Regions from separate parts of the Sus scrofa genome. Here region 1 is linked to region 2. The links are chromatin contacts, called in public Hi-C maps. All regions are on one chromosome and are shown on one strand. The core of a region is the stretch at or near the end of the contact, and the rest is flanking DNA. Distances in the headings are between cores, read along the strand shown.

Region 1 (4,786 bases), core at 756-3,255, 37 kb after region 2:
CTGCAGGCAAATTCAGCCAGACATTGATGCTGAGTGGCTGCTCGGACTGGTGAGAGCTGCTGCCCATCCGTGGGGGTGGGGACCTGGGAGGGTAGGAAGCCTCAGGTCTGGGGGGATCGAGATCCCTGAAAAGAAAACTTAGACCTGCCCAGGGAAGAACTCCTGCTGGACTGAGGCACAGGGGTTAGGGAACGCCAGGGGACTGAGTGTGCCTGAGGAGGGGGTGAGTAGAGGAGGGGAGGTTCGAGGGACAGTAGGAGACCCCTGGAGGCTGGGAATGGCGAGCTGCAGGTCCCAGCCCCCTCTTTACTCTTGCTTGGCTCCCTGTCTCCCTCTGTACTACAGTGAGAACCCTCCTGTCCCAGCCCCCCTTCCCAGAGGAAGGGCTCCAGGAAAGCAGAAATGACCTATGAATTGAGACCTGGGGGCAGGAGGGTGTAAACATAAGCAGGGGTGAAATCTGCCCAGCCTTTGTCTTGGCCAGGTGAGGAGGGAAGCAGGAAAGACAAGCCTAGAGTCTGGATCGCCTTGGCAGTCACTGACCATGCCCGCTCCGCTGCTCCCGCTGCTGCTGCGAACGCTGCTGGCCCGCCTGCTGCTGCCCGCTGCCCGCCTGGCCCGTCGGCACCTCCTGCCTCTGCTGCGCCGGCTGGCCCGCCGCCTGGGCTCCCAGGATATGCGAGAGGCTTTACTGGGCTGTCTGGTGTTCCTCCTCAGCCAGAGACACCCGCCAGATGATGCCGCTGCTGCCGGGGAGGCCTCCAGAGTGGCCCGCCTGGAGAGGAGGGAGAGGATAGTTTCTCAAAAATGAGGCTGCGAATCCCAGCAGTAGCTGTATTCATTGAAATGCTTTCTTTTGGAGTAAGACAGCCTTGGCCCCTTCACTGACCGCAGCCTGCCCAGTGGGCAGAAGACATGGTGGGGGCACTGAGCCTGAGAGGGGTCTAGCCCAGACGTGCCTCCTCTCTCCCAGCAGAAATTGTTGGAAGGATGCTCTCCGTATCTAGCCGAAAACCATCATTCTCCCTCCCTCCCTGCATTCTTCCCAAGTCCATTTCTAATCACCTCGGGCCTCTGGGGGAAGAACGGACTCTCCTCCGCCACCCTCCACCCCCAGGCTAACAGGAACATGAGACCCAATGAGGGCCATTGCTTAACCCAAGGACAGGCGATTTAGCTAATCCAGACTGTCTGTCTGTGAGTCAGGATTCACCTTAAAGTAATAAGACCTTTGTTCCTTAGAGAGTCAGTCCTGCCCTCAAAGTCCAGCATGCAGCAGGTGCTCAATAAATATTTGTTGCCTTGAATTCTTGGCATGCCTTTTCCTACCTATTCCATTGTCCCTCCCCATCCGCTTCGCCCGGAATTTCTCTTGTCTAACTTGAGTAGATGACACTGTGACCCAGCAGTCTGTGATCTGGCTGGTCAGTTCAAGGTAAGGAGGTAAAAGTCCTCGGGCGACGGAGGAGACTCTTGTCAACTGGTGCTGTGGAAAGAGGGAGATCTGCTTGCTGTGGGACCCTGAGGGCATCCACCCAGAGGGGCCCCTGAGGGGTGCTCTGCCCAGGAAGGGACTTGGGGGGTAGGGAGCTGGGTGCGGTGTGATCTGAAGAATTCACCTCCCCATTTCCCCTCCCCAGTGAGAGGCCCTGGGGCATCAAATAGGAGTTGTCAGAGGCATTTGCATGCCAGCCTCCGGATAATTTGCTTAACTTTCCCAGGCAATATTCCTCTCTCCCCATCCCAGAGAGTCCTGGGCTCTCAGTTCAAAGGGGGACAGTGAGGAGACTACAAGGCCCCTTTCAGGACCGTCATCCCGTCAGCATAGCCCTCAAAGGTTGGCCTTGGGGAAGAACCGAGACCAGGGCCCGGCGCCCCCAAGCTGGCCCCGCGGGGCTTTCCGCCAGACCCCCGCCTCCCTACCCCCCAGCGCCATCTGTTTCCACCCGGAGTCCACAGAAGCCAGCGCACGTGCTCGCCCGGCTCCGGAAGCTGGCCTCGGGGGGAGGGGCAGGGTGAAAGGGGTTCCAACACCTGGTGCCCTCCGGGGTCACAGGCGCCTTTATTTATTTATTTATTCAGCCGTACTCTGGGCCTCGCCTCCCGCTGGCCTCCTGGGGCGCTCCCCGCTACCGAGCAACGCCGGCGCTGATCGGAACCGAGCCGGCCGCGGGGCGCTGGGCGAGCGCCAGGATCGCCCGTTGCTGCTCCTTCATTGCCGGGGAAGGGGGGCAGAGACCGGTCAGACCCGGCGCGGGCTACGGTTTCTGGACAATGGCGACGGTCCCAGTCCTGAGATGAGGAGGCCAAACTGGGACTAGGGGCCGGCAGGCCCGGGAATTTCCGTCCCCGCTCGCCGACTCCGGATGCCCCTCCGAATGTCCCAGCAGGTGCGCGGGGAGCAGAGGCGGGGCGGCGGCCAGAGGAGTTGTCTACGCAGTTCCCCCGAGGGCGGGGCGGAGAGCGGTGTGGGCGGGGCGGAGAGCGGAGAGCGGGGTCCTTGTGGGATGGGGAAGTTAATGGAGTCCGTGGCATCTGCGGTTTCTGGCGGAGGAGATCCTTTCCTTGGACTTTGGAGGCCCTGCTTAGATGACTGCCCTATTTTAACCATATGCAGATGTCCCCAAGATCAGCGACCTCCCCACAGCAGAGGGTTGGGGCAGAGGTCTGAGAAAGACAGCTGAAAAACCAAGCCCAGACTGGTGAACAAAGAGTTGAGTCTTCCTGAACCCTGACTCCTGTACACATCCATAAGGAAAGTGAGGGACTTGAGGTGTCTGACTCTGAAAGGGCCAGATCCTACCTTTAGCTTATTTATTTATTTATTTATTTTGCTATTTTAGGGCCGCACCTGCAGCATATGGAAGTTCCCAGGCTAGGGGTGAATCCCAGCTGCAGCCACCAGCCTACCCGCAGCCACAGCAACATGGGATCGGAGCCGCGCCGCGTCTGCAACCTATGCCACAGCTCAGGGCAGTGCGGGATCCTTAACCCACTGAACGAGGCCAGGGGTCCAATCCACATCTTCATGGATATTAGTTGGGTTCTTTAGGCTGAGCCTCAACAAAAACTCCCTAATTGATGTTTTGTTCATGGGTTTTTTTGCATTAACTTTTGACTTTTAAAAAAATATTGCGTTAAAACATTATCTGAGAGTTCCCATAGTGCACAGTGGTTAACGAATCTGGCTAGGAACCATGAGGTTGCAGGTTCGATCCCCGGCCTTGCTCTGTGGGTTAAGGATCCGGCGTTGCTGTGAGCTGTGGTGTAGGTCGCAGACACAGCTCGAATCCTGAGTTGCTGTGGCTCTGGCGTAGGCCGACAGCTACAGCTCCGATTCGACCCCTAGCCTGGGAACCTGCGTATGCCGTGGGAGCGGCCCAAGAAATGGCAAAAAAACAACAAAAACATTATCTGAGGAGCTACCTCTGTGGCACAGCGGGTTAAGGGTCTGATTGCAGCTGGTCTGCTGCTGCAGGGGCGCTGGTTCCACTGCCAGCCTGGCACAGCTGATAAGGATCCAGTTTGTCACAGTTGCAGCTCGGTTTTGATCCCTGGCCTGGAAACTTCCATGTGCTGTGGGTGTGGCTGAAAAAGGGGGAGAAAAAAAAAACAACCCACAATCATTATCTGGATTCTGGAATATTTGGGTGCCCCCTTAAATTCTGCCCCCCAGGCAAGTTGCTTCTCTGGCTTCTACCTAGTCCCAGCCCTGCCACAAGGCAGTGGAGATAGTGTTGCAAACATGACTGAGAACATAGTCATGAGATGTGCTGGTGACAAACTGCAGAGCCAAGCAAACATACTTCCAGCAGACACAGATGGAGGCAGGGCTGGGGAGATAGGACTGTGGGTAAGGTGATGAGGCAGGCATGGGGCCTGGAAGGGGGAGGAGGGTGTCTGGGGCAAGCCACCGTCTCAAATAGGTGGGGGATAGGGTGGGGGGGGGTCCAGCTGGATCAGCCCTACACCTTACTCCTGTGCCAGGGACCTGGGCAGCCCAGGGAGGGAGGGAACCCTAAGACTAGGCAGAGTGACAAGGACTGGCTGAGCCTGGCGGGCTCTGAGGCTGTCCAGCAGAGGGCCCTGGCACTCAGCAACCATCTCTGCATAGGGAGTTGTCTCCAGAGGGGTGTGGGTGTTGGCTGGGGGCCCAGGCAGGGAGACTGCCAGTCAGGCTTCTGTCCAGCAATAACAGCCCTGGCTGTCGCTATCCAGTGAGCAGGCCAGGCCTCTGCGGGGGTGGGGAGAGGGACCAGCCTTCCGCTGTCTGGCCTGGGACCCTTGCCACTTCCCTCCAATTTCTTCCCACTTCCAGCCCCCTTTGCATACAACTGTCACCTCTGGCTACCAGCCATGGCGGATCTTGTTTGACCACTAAAGCCTGCCACCCCCGCAGACCCAGAGACAGGGGCCAAGCCAGAGGCCAAAGAAGGGCCAGGAGAGGACGAGAGAGAGGCTGGACAAACACAGGGTAGGAACGGGGGTGGCGGGTAGACCCAGACATGAAGCTGCCCTCAAGCCATGGGGCAATGCCTAGAAAAACACCACCCATACCCCTCTTCCTGCCCAATGTTTGGGTAAGGCTGGAGGATGATGGTCTGTTATGTCTCTGTGGGGCCAGGAGCCAGAAGGCTAGAAGCAGCCCTTCTGAGTATCTTGGAGCGAGTCCATTGATCAATCCGAAGTAGAAAATCTACCCTACCCTCAGGACCTGCTCTGTTCTCTGGGCAGAGAGCGTGACTCTGTCTTATTCCTGCCATGTAAAGGATGTCAACACTGCTAA
Region 2 (4,820 bases), core at 114-2,613:
ATGACATTTACTACGATGGATTTTTGCCTAATTATCAGCAAAACATCTGCTCACTGGAAGACATCATGGAAGCTAACTTTTTTTTTTTTTTTTTGCTTTTTAGGGCCACACCTGCAGCATATGGAGGTTCCCAGGCTAGGGGTCATATTGGAGTTGGAGCCACTGGCCTATGCCACAGCTCACGGCAACGCTGGATCCTTAACCCACTGAGGGAGGCCAGGGATCGAACCCAAAACCTCATGGTTCCTAGTTGGATTTGTTTCCGCTGCACCTCAGTGGGAACTCTGGAAGCTAATTTTTTAAAGCCTCCAAAGAAAACAATTATCAGTCTGTGGCTCTTCCTCCTTTTCCTCTCCTTGTCCTGCTTCTGTCTCTGTCTCTTCCTCCAGGGGAGATACACACGTGTATATGCACATTTACATGTATATGCATATGTATAGGTATGAGCGTATCCGACATTGGGAATTTCTGCCATGTGATTTTTGGACTCTGTTCTTTTAAGTTAAGCGACATATGGACAAATTCCTCCTGTCATAAAATATTTCCAAAAATCACAAGAGGTTTTTTTCTCATCTTTTTAGGGCCGCCCTCGCAGCCATGGAGGTTCCCAAGCTAGGGGTCGAATCAAGAGCTGCAGCTGCCGGCCTATACCACAGCCACAGCGATGTGGGATCCGAGCCCCACACCACAGCCACAGCAACGCCATGCACCCTCATGGACACTAGCCAGATTCGTTTCCACTGAGCCTTGACGGGAGTCTGTGGCACAGTGGGTTAAGAATCCAGCAGCAGAGGCTTCGATCCTGGCCCAGCACAGTGGGTTAAAGATCCAGTATTGCTGCAGCTTCAACTCGAATTCTCTCCCTGTCTGGGGAATTTTCATATGCCATGCGTGCAGCCATTAAACAAGAAAGAAAGAAAGAGAGAAGGAGAGAAAGGCAGGCATCCTAAAGTTCATTCAAGGTCAAAAGGTGGGCGGGTCCCTCGGGAGCCCAGGCAGAACCTGGAGATAAGGATGCTGGGGAGGTTCAGGCCTTTTTAGGGGATGGGCTCTCTGAACTGGTGTGTCACAGAACCTGCCACCAGAAGGCGCTTGTGTCACAGAGTCCTCAGGCAAGGAGGAGAGAGGGAGAGAGAGAGAGAGAGAGAGAGAGAGAGAGAGAGAGAGAGAGAGAGAGAGAGAGGGAGAGTGTGTGTTTGTGTCTTCGCGCGCGCACTCTTGGCCTGGCACAGACAGATATCCCACACTCGGCTGAGACTCAGCTTGCTACCTGCAGATCTGGCAGTTTGGCCAGTGGATGGATGTGGTGGTGGATGATCGGCTGCCCACAAAGAATGGCAAGCTGGTGTTTGTGCACTCAGCCGAGCGCACTGAGTTCTGGAGCGCCCTGCTGGAGAAGGCCTACGCCAAGTGAGTGCTCCAGCCAAGGGGTTGGGCTGGCCTCCAGGTCTGCCCTGACCGTTGGCAGCAATGGGGACAGCTGGAATCAGGGGAAGAGGCATGGGGACCGCAGAGCATCCTACCCTCTCCTCAGCCCACCCTCTGATGTCCAAGCTCACAACTGCCTCCTAGAGCCCAAACAGTGCCCTCTCTGTGCCCACAGGCTGAACGGATCCTATGAAGCACTGTCAGGGGGGAACACAATGGAAGGCTTTGAGGACTTCACGGGGGGCGTGACCCAGAGCTTCCAGCTCCAGACACCCCCTCAGAACCTGCTGAGGATGCTTAGGAAGGGCATAGAGCGATCCTCCCTCATGGGCTGCTCCATTGAAGTAAGCTGTACTTGGTCCTGGCTCAGGGCCTTTGCACCTCCTGTTGCTGTCACCTAGAAAGCTCTTTCCTCGGATACCTGCATAACTAGCTCCTTCTCTTTCATTTTTCAGTTCAAATGCCTCTTCCTCAGGCTAATCTTCTCTGTCTCCCAATCTAAATTAGCTGCTCTTATACTCATTGCTTCTTTACTTTGATTTAATTTTCTCCCCAACATTTATCATGAGCTGAAACTGGCTTACTTGTCTGTGTGTACATTCACGACCTAGCTTCTCTCGACAATTCTCCTATTCCATGAAGGCAGTGACCTTATCTGTCTCACTCACTGCTGGGTCCTAGGACTTAAGATGGTACTTACCATGCAATAGATGCCCAACCAGTACTTGTTCAAATAAATAAATGGAATAAATTTATTTATTCCATTTATTTATTTATTTTTGCTTTTTAGGGCCACACTCGCGGCATATGGAGGTTCCCAGGCTAGGGGTCGAATAGGAGCTGTAGCCGCCGGCCTACACCACAGCCACAGCAGCATGGGATATGAGCCCTCTCTGCAAGCTACACCACGGTTCACGGCAACACCGGAGTCTTAACCCACTGAGCAAGGCCAGGGATCGAATCTGCGTCCTCGCGGTTGCTTGTCAGATTCGTTAACCACTGAGCCACAACGGGAACTCCAATAACATAAAATTTGAAAAATAAAAAGAAATGAACTGTTGATACACACAACAACTTGGATGAATCTCAAGGAATGCATAAAAAAAACGCCCATCCCCAAAGGTTCCATACTGTATGATTCCATTTATGTGACAATCTTGAAATGACAAAAATTTGGGAATTGACAATTCCGACTCTGTAGAACTGAGAGCCACAGAGTCTGGAGTTGTCAGAGGCTGGGGAAGAGGTCAGAAGAGGTGGATGTTGGTTATCCAAAGGCAGCACGGAGTTCCCGTCGTGGCGCAGTGGTTAACGAATCCGACGAGGAACCTTAAGGTTGCAGGTTCGGTCCCTGCGCTTGCTCAGTGGGTTAACAATCCGGCGTTGCAGTAACCTGTGGTGTAGGTTGCAGATGCAGCTCGGATCCCGCGTTGCTGTGGCTCTGGCGTAGGCCAGTGGCTACAGCTCCTATTCGACCCCTAGCCTGGGAACCTCCATATGCCGAGGGAGCGGCCCAAAGAAATAGCAAAAAGCCAAAAAGCCAAAAAAAAAAAAAAAAAAAACAAACAAAGGCAGCAAGATGGATGCTAGTGCTGATGAAGCTGCTTTGCATCGTGACTACAGCGGTGGATCCAGGAAAGTACACATATGATAACACTGCACAAAACACACATAATAAGCACAAGCAAAAGTGAAGACCTGTATAAGACAGACAAATTGTGGAGTTCCCATGGGGGCTCAGCAGGTTAAGAACCCCCATAGCATCCATAAGGATGTCAGTTTGATCCCTGGCCTCGCTCAGTGGATTAAGGATCCAGCATTGTCTCAATCTACAGCTTAGGTTGCAGATGTGACTCGGATCTGGTGTTGCTGCGGCTGTGGTGTAGGCTGGTGACTGCAACTCTGATTTGACCCCTAGCCTGGGAACCTCCATATGCCACAGGTGTGGCCCTAAAAAAAAAAAAAAGACAGAAAAAAAACAGGCCAATTGTGAAATTGTGTCAACATCAGGATCCTGGTTCTGATATTGTGTTATAGTTTTGCAAGATGTCACCACCCAAGGAAATTAGATAAGGGGTGCAAGGGCTATCTCTCTGTTATTTCTTACAATTACATGTGAATCTACAATCATTTGAAAATACGAAATTTAATTTTCTTTCTTTCTTTCTTTTTTTGCTTTTTCGGGCCATACCCACGGCATATGGAGGTTCCCAGGCTGGAGTCTAATTAAAGCTATAGCTGCCGGCCTACACCACAGCTCACGGCAACGCCGGATCCTGAACCCACTGAGCAAGGCCAGGGATCGAACCTGCAACCTTATGGTTCCTAGTCGGATTCAGTTCCACTGGGCCACAACGAGAACATCATCTCTATGTTATTTCTTACAACTGCATGTGAATCTACAATCATTTGAAAATACGAAGTTTAATTTTCTTTTCTTGCTTTTTTTTTTTTTTACTTTTTAGGGTGGCATATGCATATGGAGATTCCCAGGCTAGGGGTCAAATCAAAGCTACAGCTGCCGGCCTACACCACAGCCACAGCAACGCCAAATCCAAGCCCCATCTGTGACCTACACCCCAGCTCACAGCAATGCCCAATCCCCAACCCACTGAGCAAGGCCAGGGATTGAACCCGAAACCTCATGGTTCCTAGTTGGATTCGTTTCTGCTGTGCCACATTGGGAACTCCCAAAGTTTAATTTCCTTAGAAAAGGAAACCAGAGAGTCATCACCTCTCTTTCTGGTGCCCCCGTCCCTCTGATCAGGTCCTGAGTTGGTTTCCTTCCTCTCTGTACGGTAGGTCACCAGCAACAGCGACTTGGAGTCGCTGACACAGAGGATGCTGGTAAAAGGACATGCTTACTCGGTGACCGGCCTTCAGGATGTGAGTCTGACCACAGCACCCCACCTAGAGGGGCCTGAGGAGAGCCTCGCTGACCCTACACCCCTGACCTTTGTCCATCCTCCACCCAGATCTGGTACCACGGCAAGACAGTAACACTGATTCGGGTCCGGAATCCCTGGGGCCGGATTGAGTGGAATGGAGCCTGGAGTGACAAGTAGGCGGCCCTGACCAGCACTTGGGGTGAGGGGTAGAGCACATGCAGGCCCTCCAAGGCCATGCCACAGGGGGACTGATTGGCATCCAGTCCCCTGGGCATCGGGGCAAGTGAACCCCACCCCTCCAGAATCTCCATCTAACCGGGACGTTCAGGGATGGGGGAATCCCTGGAGGAGGAACAAGGTGCCCCCTGACCCCTGCCCCTCGCCTCCCACTGCCCGTCTCCAGTGCCAAGGAGTGGGAAGAGGTGTCCCCAGACTTCCAGAGGCAGATGCTGCACAGGAAGGAAGACGGGGAGTTCTGGTCAGTGCCGCTTGGATGGGACCGCC

Evidence for each region. A called contact is a pair of places that touch in the nucleus more often than the background predicts.
Region 1: a Hi-C map of fetal liver shows a contact between it and region 2, with 2.2 times the contacts expected there. The contact joins the promoter of SLC29A1 here to the enhancer-like site in region 2. A contact is called at or near these places in 2 of 5 promoter capture datasets (fetal liver and liver), 8 of 47 Hi-C or Micro-C datasets (blood, embryonic fibroblasts, epiblast stem cells and 4 more) and 2 of 2 datasets of contacts at active chromatin or transcription factors (alveolar macrophages and skeletal muscle).

The regions. Positions count from the first base shown.
Region 1 is chr7:39,215,969-39,220,754 of Sscrofa11.1, forward strand. SLC29A1 (equilibrative nucleoside transporter 1) reads left to right here and starts at 2,006. Exons shown (of 14, transcript XM_005666066.3): 1 at 2,006-2,390. LOC110261530 reads left to right here. Exons shown (of 2, transcript XM_021098792.1): 1 at 1-49; 2 at 485-1,307. The coding sequence starts at 545. The coding sequence ends at 811. LOC110261531 (a long non-coding RNA gene) reads right to left here and starts at 2,177. Exons shown (of 3, transcript XR_002345745.1): 1 at 2,089-2,177; 2 at 1,330-1,486; 3 at 690-775.
Region 2 is chr7:39,179,773-39,184,592 of Sscrofa11.1, forward strand. It overlaps CAPN11 (calpain-11), which reads left to right. Exons shown (of 22, transcript XM_021100038.1): 5 at 1,277-1,410; 6 at 1,604-1,772; 7 at 4,231-4,314; 8 at 4,404-4,489; 9 at 4,720-4,794. Among named protein-coding and RNA genes, the nearest start is that of CAPN11, 13 kb to the left of the region's middle. Within about 2 kb of position 1,364, at least 16 of the 83 cell types and tissues checked have an H3K27ac peak or open chromatin away from gene starts, as enhancers often do. A contact at or near this core is called in fetal liver, liver, skeletal muscle and 1 more, where this site is marked.